2 separate regions of the Mus musculus genome follow, and region 2 is linked to region 1. The links are chromatin contacts, called in public promoter capture Hi-C maps. All regions are on one chromosome and are shown on one strand. Each heading gives the region's core, a stretch centred on a gene start, on an enhancer-like site or on the middle of the called end of the contact. The rest is flanking DNA. Distances are from core to core; before and after follow the strand shown. Region 1 holds the start of Synpo2 (synaptopodin 2). Region 2 overlaps Sec24d (Sec24 related gene family, member D (S. cerevisiae)).

Region 1 (5,998 bases), core at 455-2,954:
CTCAGAACCTTCCCACTTTTGCCTTGCTGTGACAAAGTATTTGACAGAAGCAACCTAAAGGAGGAAAGGCTTATTCTGGTTACAGGTTTAGGGATACAGTCTATCATAGCAGCAGGAAAGCATGGCCCATGCCCCTCAGATGCTGAAGCAGATATGAAGCAGAAAGTTTTGGCCAGAGCCAGAAGTGGACATGGCCCTTTAAGGCCCACCCTTGGTGACCCACCTGTGCTAGGTTAGACACAGTCACAATGATTCCACAGTCTCCAAAAGTGGTGCCACCAGACCAAGTGTTCAAACACAAGACATTTGAGCTGTAACCCCTCTAGCACTGTGAAATGTGTTTGCTGCAAAAGTCCAGCAGTCTGTGATCTTTGCCTGGTGTTAGCAGCCCCAGCAGTGAGGCATGCCCAAGTGCTCCAAGACTGAGAAAGGCAGCAACTCTGAGCTCTGCGCACCAACAGTTGTCGCTGGTGTGCATGTCCCCTGTTCTGTGATCCTCCTGAGGGAATGTAGACAGCCAGGAGCAGCAGTGCCTCCACATACCACCTTCAGCCTCAGAACAGAGAGGTTTTTTTTAGTAAACAGAGTGGAAAATGCCTCAGAGGGAGGGCTGAGGACATCCTCTCTCACTGCTGGTTCTGCTGCCCCGCCCCTCCCACTGGAACGCCAGAGCTCTGTCAGCACCTGCTCAGATGGCATTTCGATAATGTGCCTTGGGAAGGCATAAATATTCCAGGCCCACCAGGCCTTAGTGGGTCAGTAGGTAACGAGGAATCCTCTGACAGAAATCTTGTAGCACATGTCACGGTGACTGCACAAATGTTTAGGCATCACGTTGATTATCTTTGTATGGGGGGAAGAGGGGCTGGAGCTTGGGCAGCTGAAGGCGGTTAGGAGAGGGAGAGCCAGTTTTCCTCAGGGGCTGTGACACTGAGGCTACCACTAGATTATCCTTCACCCACATAGATTGGTGACACCAAGAGGACTCCGTCGTCTAACAAATGAGCACATGAAACTGGAAGGGAGTTGTAGCAGTGGGAAGAGGGGAAGGATGGGGTGGAAAGGGGCCAGGACATGGATTGGATCTAAACACATGGTATGCATGCATTCTCAGACAATACCAGCAAAATCGAAAACATCTTAAACCTTGCGATAGAAAGTTATTAGGAGATAGTTTACTGTGGAAGGCCCTCCTTCTCCTCCTCTAAACATATGTTAGTTCAGAAAAGCACAATTTCAGAAAACATTTTCAAAAATGCTCTTGTTTTATTCCCCCCACCCCTTAAAGGGTTGCTTTCTTCGGGCAGCAGGTAGAACAGCAACGAAACTTGTTTTATCTTTTCTTTCTCATTCATCAATGTGGCAAACATAGAAGTGTTTCTTTGAGAAAGTCTAACTCTCTAGTAATGAGAGAGCTTACGTTTTAGCTGCTTACTTGTGGAGGTTAAAACTCCCACAGCCCGGCTACTATTTATAGAATAATTAAATCTCGGTTCTATTCAGGTGCTGGCACGGAATCTGCTAAAGCAAGAGCAATGTTGTCCTCCCCGCTCTCCATTGGCCCCATTCTGTCCCAAACAGGGATTTTTCTTTTAGTGCGAGGCTCTGTCCTTTTAGCTGAAAAGTGGGCCGAGCAAAGAGCGTGACGCAAGAGAGGGCGGTACAGGTGCTGGGAGGGCGGTGGGGAGGCTCGGCCTCCGCGCACTTTCCCCGCAGCCGGCAGCGGGGCAGCCTTGCGTCCTGCACCCTCTGCACCACCAGCCCAGCTTAAGACGCGTCCTCTCCTGCACCGCGGCTTCCCCTGGCTTTCTCAAGCTCTTGATGCTGCCCAACTGAAAGGAGAAGATGGGCACCGGAGATTTCATCTGCATTTCCATGACTGGAGGGGCGCCCTGGGGGTTCAGACTGCAAGGAGGCAAGGAGGAGCAGCAGCCTTTGCAAGTTGCAAAGGTAGGAGGACCGAGAGAGGCTGTTGGATGCGGGGAAGGTGGGGAGGGGGATGAAAACAACCTGTTGATGGTCTTTCAGGTCATTTGCTTGTCTTCTGCGCTGTTGGTAAACTTATCGAGAATGTGGCTTTAAAAAAAAATTTTTGTGGGAAAATGTATACCATATGTCATATAATTAGCTATCAATCAACGGAGGGAATGCTAATCCTATCATGTGAAATACAGGCTGGTTAATTATCATCTGACAGCCAGCAACCTTAAGCTGCTTCCATAGCATTCTCTCCTTCATGTGTTGCTGGACTCTCCACAGAGGAGACAGGCCTCAGCTCCCCGTAACCACTGGGCATGGACATTTGGTGGGCTCTAACAAATAATTGGTAGTGACATTTATTGTGCAACAGGCGTAAAAGGACCAGTTTGGGGCAATAATCTTTAAGGTATAAAGAACTGTCATGAGATCTGTTTAAGAGACTAGCCTTTTAAGGATTTAAAGAACTGTATATTCCATTGACTATACTCATGTGGCTAAGAGCTCAAGATAGTCATAGATACTTTATTATTTTTTAAAAAATTTATTTTATTAAAATATAATTACATTATTTCCCTCCACTCTTTTTCCTTCCTCCAACTCTGCCTATGTACCCTCCTTCCCCAATTTCTGGATTCTTCTTTAATGTTTAAATATGTAAGTATGTATTTATGTATGTATGTATGGGTACATATATATGTATATATATATGCATAAACTATATAAGTACAGCCTGCTGAGTCTCGTCAGTGTATTCACAGATTCTTTACAATGCATTAATTACAGCTTTCTGGTGCACCTAATAGCTATTTAATACGTTGTTTATCTTTGTCACATTAGATTGATTTTCAGTTTAGCATAATACCCATAATCTCATTTAGATTCGAACTGGCATTCAGCTAAAATGAAGTTAGAAAGCAAGAAAGTAAAAAACTTTTCATCAAATGTTAACATGGAACTGTAGAATTCTGTGCCAGTATTGGAAGGCATCAAAGGTTACTTTCTTGTTGCATAGCTATAGCTAAAATGAATCTAGGCCTCTATGAAGCCCATGGGTCACCGCCTTTGTAGCTATATTCTTTTTTCCCTTTCATAAATGTTCCCTGTGAAGACCGACGTTTCTTTGAAAATTTCTGCTCTCGAGCATCTATTGGAACATTCTTTCTTTGGTAGTTGAATCCTGCCACCTAGTGAGAGGTGCAGAAATGGAAGTTGTGAGCACAGAACTGGAAGATGAAAGCCACTTAGATCTAGAAAGTTCCTCAGACGTCCCAGGTCTTTTAGTTCTTTTGGGACATGGTGTCCTCACCTCGAGCTCCTGTTTGGGAGGGCAGAGAGATGAAAGGATTGGAAGGGAGCTCTGCTGGAATCCTTTAGGAGCCAGGAACCAACAGCAGATAAAACGTGAATGCCAGATTCAGCACATTGCACGGCCTAGGAGACGAAGGCAGATTTGCTCAGTCGTAGCTGGTTGGTTGGCTCCCTGTCAGCCGAGATTTGGGTTCTACTTGCAGTTCGGCCTGAGGCTCGTCAATCACCAGCCCTGACTCAGTTGCCATGGAAGAGGAGATGTTGCCTGGGATAGGGAAAGAGAAACTCCAGGAAGAAACCGTTGCTCACTCACTCACTAGTCCTAACAGCATGTGCTTCAGGGTCCCCCGCCCGCTGACTGCAGTGTGGGGACAGGGGTGGCTGAGAGCTGTGGTTCTGCACAGGATTTGCCATGGCCAAGCCGGGAAGGCACAGTGGATGGTGGGTTTCTTCTGAGTTCTCTGATGCACTGGCTAGTTTAACTCTGTGAAGCCAGTTGCTGAGGGAAGGGTCCTGTGGGCCATCTTCCATCAATCTCTCAATCACCAGGCTGTGTGAGGGTCAAGAAAGAACACTGAGCGGACATTCCTCAGAAATCATCTTTCCTAAAATATCCAGGCAGTATGTTGATGGCTTTAGAGGATTGTTACGAAAGCAACTAGGTCTTCACTCTAATGATCTAATTTGTCAGAGGCTGGGGATGTAGGTCAATGGCAGAACCTGTAGGAGGTTCTGAGTTCATTCCCCAACACTCCTCCACACCACATTGTATAATTTCCTAGTTTATTTAGGGTCAATTTTAAAATGCTATCGTGAAACCTTTGAATGTTTGCTTAATTTGTGGTTTTGTGGGTACTCCACACCCTACCATCTGCTTTTTCCTCGTATGTTAATGGGTTGTAAAATGAGTTAAATGAGGTATAAACCTCAGATAACCATGACTGTGTCTTTCCCCAGACCGTGTTCATCATTGGTTCAAACTTATTATATTTGATTTTTTTTATATTTATCATACTTGTTTTAGAAAGCTAGAAAGCTTAAGTCACTAACTCAACTCAGTGGGCAAACCTTCAGGAAAGGCTCTTCACAAGGTGAAGTGAATGTCCGTTGCCTGTAGCCTGTCTTTCTCATGATGGCTGAGTGACCTCCAAGTAGGAGAGAGTAAGTAAAGGAGCTGAAAGCTAAGTGGAAGAAGATAGCTCGCAAGCTAAATAAAGAATATGCACACAAAACCCATGGGAAGAAGAGGCAGGGGTATCAAGGCAGTCATCCACATCTGCATAGTGAGTTCTAGGCCAGCTTAGGCTACATGACATCCTCTCTGAACAAAATCCATACAAGTAATTAATTTTAGAGTTAAAAAGTAGGAGCGTTTGTATAAGATGGAAAATTTAATTACAGCGAGTACTTGTATCATGCCCTTTAGCTTGTAATAAAATATTTAAACATCTAGGTTATTTTATAATCCTATGTAGAAATCCTAACTGGCTGAAATAGTAGTATAAAATTCAGCATCATTAAGATTAGGAATTTAATTACTTTTTAATTCCCAGGAAATATCTTTCTAGTAAAAAAATTAGTTACTTATGAGAGATGCACAAGTATTTTTTAACATTTGCCTGGTATACTGAACAGTATACGAACCCTAAAAAAGAGAAGAATTTTAGTGAACGTTTTCATTGACATTTAAACTGAAAAACTTAAAGTCCAAGTAACTGGTATTTTTCTCTACATCTGTAATGCAAAGCAAGCCTTTGTAACACACACTCAAAGGATACTCTTCAGGAAAGCAGATTCTTAACTCATCCCTGGAGCACGTTTATCTAGACAGAAGACCCCGTTGTATGTGTGTTTGCAAATTTCCTCATGAAAAACGATGTCGGTGTCTTCACATTATCAAACTCTCTTTGGGGACATGTGCTTACATGGCCAGGTCCCTGGCAGTCTCTTGGCAAACCCCTTGGAGAAATCTCTCTATAAAGACTTGGAGAAAGTTTTCTTTTACAAGCTAACCTTACAATTAAAAACTGACTTACATTTTAAAGGTAATGAGCAAATAGATGGGTCAGACTAAATATAAATTAAGGTGATCCACCACAGAAGTTTGTTTTAAAAAAAATAATCTTGGGCTGGTGAGATGGCTCAGCGGGTAAGAGCACTGACTGCTCTTCCAAAGGCCCTGAGTTCAAATCCCAGCAACCACATGGTGGCTCACAACCATCTGCAATGATATCCGATGCTCCGATGCCCTCTTCTGGTGTGTCTGAAGACAGCTACAGTGTACCTACATATAACAATAAATAAATCTTTAAAAAAAAAATAATAATCTTATGGCCTGTTTCTTGTCCTGAGTTAGTGACTTTGAGGTTGACCCTGGCATCCAGATTGCTTAACATTCCAAGGGGAATTTTGATATGTAAGTGAAACACAAACCCTGCTGAAGAGAGCTGAGATCACCCATGCCCGCTAAGACCTGACGAGAGCCTGGTGTGTCCTGTGAGCTCTTCCACATTCATCCTGTCTCAGAGTAATAAGGGGAGGACCAGGGAAAGGCTAAGAGCTGTGTTTGAGTCCCTGGCCTTGTGAGCAGGTCATGATTACAAATAGAGGATTTCTCCTTCCAATGTCAAGATAAGTGATCCACTGGAACAAGAAGCCCCACAGTGACCAAGCTAAATGCTGGGACTCCCTGAAAGATGGGACAGTGCAC
Region 2 (5,440 bases), core at 2,857-5,356, 53 kb before region 1:
TGGGGTAACCGAACTTGGCTTCACTCTAAGAGCAGAAAGTGCTCTTAACCCCTGAGCCATCTCTCCGACCCCACTGAGAGACTTCTTAACAACACACATTTTAACCCAAGTGCATTAACCTTATGTGATCCATGCACTAATTTAAAACATCTATATCTCCTATAAAATCTTGAATATAAAAGAAAAATGTATAGAACAAGCATCGTTCAGATAATTTACACCTTCAGTGAAGTATTTGCGTTCTGAGTTTGACTTGACCAAACGAGTTCAGAAGCAGATAGAAGTAACATGGCAGAAGGTTTGGGCCACTGGCAGGCTCTCCATTTACACTGGAAACCCAGATGGTTTCCTGGCTTAGCCTTTTGTGAAACTTAGCTGCTTCCTAAGACATCCATTTGGAAACTGGTAAAAAGGCCAGAAATATTCTGGGAGGTAGTTATCAATACTTCTGACAAACTAGGCTTGAGCAGTATTGCTGGCTAGTTAATGTCAACCTGACCCAGCTAGAGTTCTTTTAAAAGACAGAAACTCAATTGAGAAAATTTCCCCCATCAGACTGGCCTGAGGTACATTTTCTTGATGACTGATGTAGAAAGGCCCAGCTCACTATGGACAGTGCCACTCCTACCCGAGCAGGCAGTAAGGCAGCACTCTCCATGGCCTCTGCATCAGTCTCTGTCTCCAGATTCCCATCTCAAGTTCCTGCTCGGACTTCCCTGGATGATTGACTACAATACAATGTAAGACAAAATAAACTCTTTCCTCCCCAAGTTGGTTTTGGTCATGGTGTTTTATTATAGCAACAAAACTCCAACGAAGGCATAAACTGGAAGCAGGTTTAGGGTTAAGGCTGTCACAGACCTGACTTGTGGTTTTTTTAGATTATCATAGCATTTGAACTTTGGCTTGAGAAGGCCTTTGAGTCTCAGAGGTCAATGAGCTGTTCTGTTGGAACTTAGAAGATATGCTGTGAGCAGTGCAAACGCTTGAGGCCTGACTTGGAAGTTTCAGAGAAAAGCAAAGACACTACCAGGGCCATCTGTGTGATATTTCCATGCTAAGAATCCGTGCTATCAGCTGGAGTTGAAGAACCGGCTGTAATGGACAAGAGATTAGAACCACTGGACTAAAGGAGGAAATGTTTGCTCTGCTGGAAAAGCTATGGATGCTGGTCAGCTGGGGCCAGAGAATCTGCTGTGATTAAGAAGAGACCCACCTCCTTGAGGCAGAATCTTCTGAGAAGTGTTTCCTCAGGGTCAGCACACAGACTGTGGTCCAGAGGAAACCAAGGCTGTATCCTGAGCTGGCAGCCAACCTTGGAATGTCAGAGTTTCCCTGGTGACAGTGGCTTTGAAGCCAGGATGGAGTCATGGAGAGCAACTGAGGTTTGGCACAATGACTGAGCAGGAGAGGACACTGATCAAGATGCAACCTCTATGGAAGTAGGAGCCCCAGGACTGAAGGGGTCATGGAGAGAAGCTGAGGTTCAGTACCATGTGGCAGGGCAGAGTCCCTGGAGCCCAGCTACAGCAGAACCCAGCATTTTGGAGATGCTAGTTATATGGGCCTCTGCACCAGTTCCTGCCTCCAGGTTTTTGCCTTGAATTCCTGGCCTGACTTCCCTCAGTGATGGATAGTTGCTTAGAAGTATAAGGTGAAATAAACCCTTCCCTTCTGATGTTACTTTTGGTCATAAGGTTTTATCACAGCAATAGAAAAATAACCGAGAGGGGGAGGGGAGGGGGAGAGGGGGAGAGGGGAAGGGGGGGGGAGAGGGGGAGAGGGGGAGAGAGGGAGACCTCATATCCATGAAAGCATTGGGTTTTAACCCTCCTAATGCTGCAACCCTTTAATCATTCCTCATACTGTGGAATTATATTGTGGTAACTCCCAAATTTAAGATTATTTGATGCTACTTTGTACCTGCAATTTTGCTTCTGTTATGAATTGTAATGTAAATATCTTATATGTAAATGGTCTAGGGCCACCCCTGTGAAGGGGCTGTTCAACCCCCAAGAGGGGGCCAACCCACAGGTTGAGAACCATTGTCTTAACGTGTACCCTGTAGCCATCCTGCTACTAAAGTAGCCATTTGTGCTCTCTCCTCTTTTCTGGTTTGTGGCATCTGAGATTTGATTCTTCAAGTGACCTAAACACAGCACTAATACTCTCTGTGAAACAATAAGCATTGTGTTTTTAATTTTGAGGTCTCACATTATAACAATACAATTTTAAAACTACCCTCACCACTCCTCAGATAATTACTCTGTTTAATGCTTACTTGTGACGTCAGCATTTTTGTTGTTTATTGCTCCAGCAATGAACATACAGTGCTCTGAGGGTTCTTCAATTATATTGAAATAGTGGCAACAGGCTCAGGTGAAACGGAACCAGCGCCAGACACAGTATCAATGGTTTATGTACATGGTAGCATTTTAACATGGCATGCCCGAGTTATGTCTGCCTTAAAAAAGAAGCAATGATGAGGTGGGAGTGTAGCTCAGTGGTCAGCGGTAGCCTAGCACATCTACGGTTCTGGGTTCACCTCCAGCAGCACAGAAAATACCAAATAGGCACCATGAAGGAACAGTGACTCCTCACACTTACCATAGCTGTTGATCTGCATGGAGCTGAACTGACTGCCCAGCTGGGTGACAGAGGAAGTGGACCCAGGGCCTGGGTAAGATGACTGTGGCAGGGTCTGGCCTGACGCATAAGAGGGTGCCACACTATTGACAGGTGGGGGTCCTGGAAATCTAAGAGACAAACGGCATTGATAGCATCACTGAGCATCTTAAGCAAACAACATACGCAATAGCGAATATGTCCTAAAACAAGTCCTCTGTGTGGTAAGCAACATGGCTGATATTGGGCATCATATATTTAATCTTGATATGAGTTCAAAATAACCCATGTGGCAGCAGCCTGCATTTCCATTCGCACGTTTCCTATGGCAAAGCAGAGAAAAGTTTCCAACGTGAACACAAAGCCTCCTTTGGAAGTCAGTTAGGAAAGATCAACCCAGGGCTACTTCACATACCCTAAACTCGATCAATAGAAGAAAACAAAAACCAACAGTGTCAATTACCAAGAACCCCTGGTTTACGGTTGCATCTTTGTGATCATTCAGACCAACAAACAAACAAAGTGTGGCTTGTCTTAGATCCTGAATCCAGCAGGGCACTCCATACACAGTGGTGTCTGCCACTGCTTTGCAACACTGCAGTACGTCTGGAGTTGGTTGTTTGTTTTTGTTCTCTAAAAACAATTCATCCCGCTTTACACTCGATGAAGTTTAAAACTATGTCTGCTGTGTGTCTTTGTCACTGTTTCGATCTAAACAATGGCTACAGAGCAGAGGTCCCACCCTGGTGATACAACACAGGAAGCTAATGAATACCTGGGGGTCATTATGACTCTTTTCTTACTAACTTTGAACTGTGAGTAAAACTTGAGGCTTCCCAGACTGCATAGCCTGATTTCAATGTTACTGTGTCTTGACTTCCATTCCTAATCCAGAGCCTAGGAGTCACTTGAGAGAGGCTGAGGAGAGAACTCCAATCTCTATCACAGGGGTGAGGTGGGGGTGGGGTGATGGGGGCGGGGGGACAGCCTCTTCCGGGTCTCAGGGCCCCCTTGCTGCAACACTATACTGTATACTCCCTATTCTTGTTATTTTCCAAACTGAATAATTATTTCAAATGAACAAACCAAAAACTTCTCAAGCCATCATTTCAAGCGCATGTTACTAATTATTCCAGAACGGTATCACACACTTCCTAAGTAAGGGAGGGGCAGACTCTGTGTCCCACGTGCCTCACAAGACAGGCATGGCTACGGCTGATAACTTGTTAAAGCAGAGTTGTTAATGCTTTAATCCCAAAAGATTTCTAAGGAAAATGCCTCTCCGAGAAAAATTTCAGAAGACCCACCATAATCAGATTAAGTAGCCTTCAATTTCAATATATTTAGGAAAAGAATGAATAAAGAGAGAGGACTACAAAGGAAATTAAAATTTTTATTACACTGGGGTGTGTATGTGTGTTCACATCACAGTGCAAGGTTAGAGTTCAAAGGACAGTTTGCAGGAGTCTTTCCTCCTACCACGTGGGTCTTTGGAATCAAGCCTAGGTTGTATACTTTGCTGGAATTTACCTTTAAGCACTGAGCCAGCCCTCTTGGCCCAAAATTAGTTTTGGAGAGTAAGTTTTCTTCGTGTCTCTCTTTGCTGGCTGTCAATCATTCAGCTTGAAATGTGACTCTTGTCTTGGGCTGACAAATGATTTCAACAACTGCCCAAAAATGTGACTTGTAAATTCACTGCTACATAAAAAGAAACGGTTTGTCTTTGCTTTGTCAAGAAATGACTCTTCATTCCCTAAAGTTCCTGAGGAATTGACCCATGGAGTAACTCTGTAGATAACCAAAGTGCGTTACCCATGACACACAATCTTAGGGAGGTAGCAGTTAACCAGGGGGAAGTGTATTTAATTGTCTGAGACCCCAAAATCATGTGCAGAAGTGTTTAACAAAATACAATAATTTTTAAAATATAAAATTCCATGGCTCACTTTTTTTTCTTTGTAGCCATTTCAGTTAGAACAAAGTACCTTTCAAACAGAAATGGTGACATAAATAGTCTCTGGTTTTTGTTTTGCTTTGTTTTGTTTTGTTTTGTTAACTTTTAACAAAGGCTAAAGATTTGGGGCTGGAGAGATTGCTGGTTAAGGACACGTGTTGGTTTTTCAGAGGACCATAGTTTAGTTCTCAGCCCCAATATCAGGTGGTTCAGAAGTGTCAGCAACTCTAGCTATAGGAGATCCCATGCCTTCTGGCTTCTGCTGACACCCGTGTGCACATAGCTGCACACATAAATAAATAAAGGTTGGTAAATTTAAAAAAGACTAACGATTTAAAATACCGAATGAGATTGTACAACCACTGGATATGACTTTAACCCATAAATACCTACTTATTGTCCATTTCTTATGCATTGGGAATTAAGTTTCAAAATTTATAAATAAATTATCTCTTTCTGACAAGCTTAAACATTCTTAGTCTTAAACACATGGCTTTTTTTTTAAACGTAATACTCATTTTAAAATTATTTAGAATAGAAATAAATACATAGCTAAGCTATTATATACAAAAGGGAAAGAAAAATCAGAACACTTAAAATATCCTATTTGTTACTCTCCCACTGCACGCAGTGTGGCTATCAGAGGTAGCGAACCCAAGCCACAGCTGGAGCCTGGGCAGCCACCAGATGCCTGCCTCCTCCCAACCCCTCTGCACTGTGAAAGCAGGCAGGAGAGAGAAACCTTTCCTACTAAGACACACTGTGGTTAATGGTGGCACACACCTTTGATCCCAGCACTTTTCGGGCAGAGACAAATGGATTTCTGAGTTCGAGGCCATCCTGGTCTACAGAGTTCCAGGT

What was found. Promoter capture Hi-C pulls out the DNA fragments that hold promoters and counts their contacts.
Region 2: a contact with region 1 is called in a promoter capture Hi-C map of liver, with 3 times the contacts expected there. The contact joins the enhancer-like site here to the promoter of Synpo2 in region 1. A contact is called at or near these places in 3 of 39 promoter capture datasets (the 3T3-L1 cell line, liver and macrophages), 1 of 15 datasets of contacts at CTCF or cohesin (the NIH/3T3 cell line), 7 of 484 Hi-C or Micro-C datasets (cerebral cortex, liver, nephron progenitors and 4 more), 3 of 115 datasets of contacts at active chromatin or transcription factors (embryonic stem cells and extraembryonic endoderm stem cells) and 3 of 9 other capture datasets (adipose tissue, liver and macrophages).

The regions. Positions count from the first base shown.
Region 1 is chr3:123,231,855-123,237,852 of GRCm38.p6, reverse strand. It overlaps Synpo2 (synaptopodin 2), which reads left to right and starts at 1,704. Exons shown (of 5, transcript NM_080451.2): 1 at 1,704-1,950. The coding sequence starts at 1,846.
Region 2 is chr3:123,287,732-123,293,171 of GRCm38.p6, reverse strand. Sec24d (Sec24 related gene family, member D (S. cerevisiae)) reads right to left here. Exons shown (of 23, transcript NM_027135.2): 4 at 2,608-2,756. Among named protein-coding and RNA genes, the nearest start is that of Sec24d, 23 kb to the right of the region's middle. Within about 2 kb of position 4,106, at least 12 of the 459 cell types and tissues checked have an H3K27ac peak or open chromatin away from gene starts, as enhancers often do. A contact at or near this core is called in liver, where this site is marked.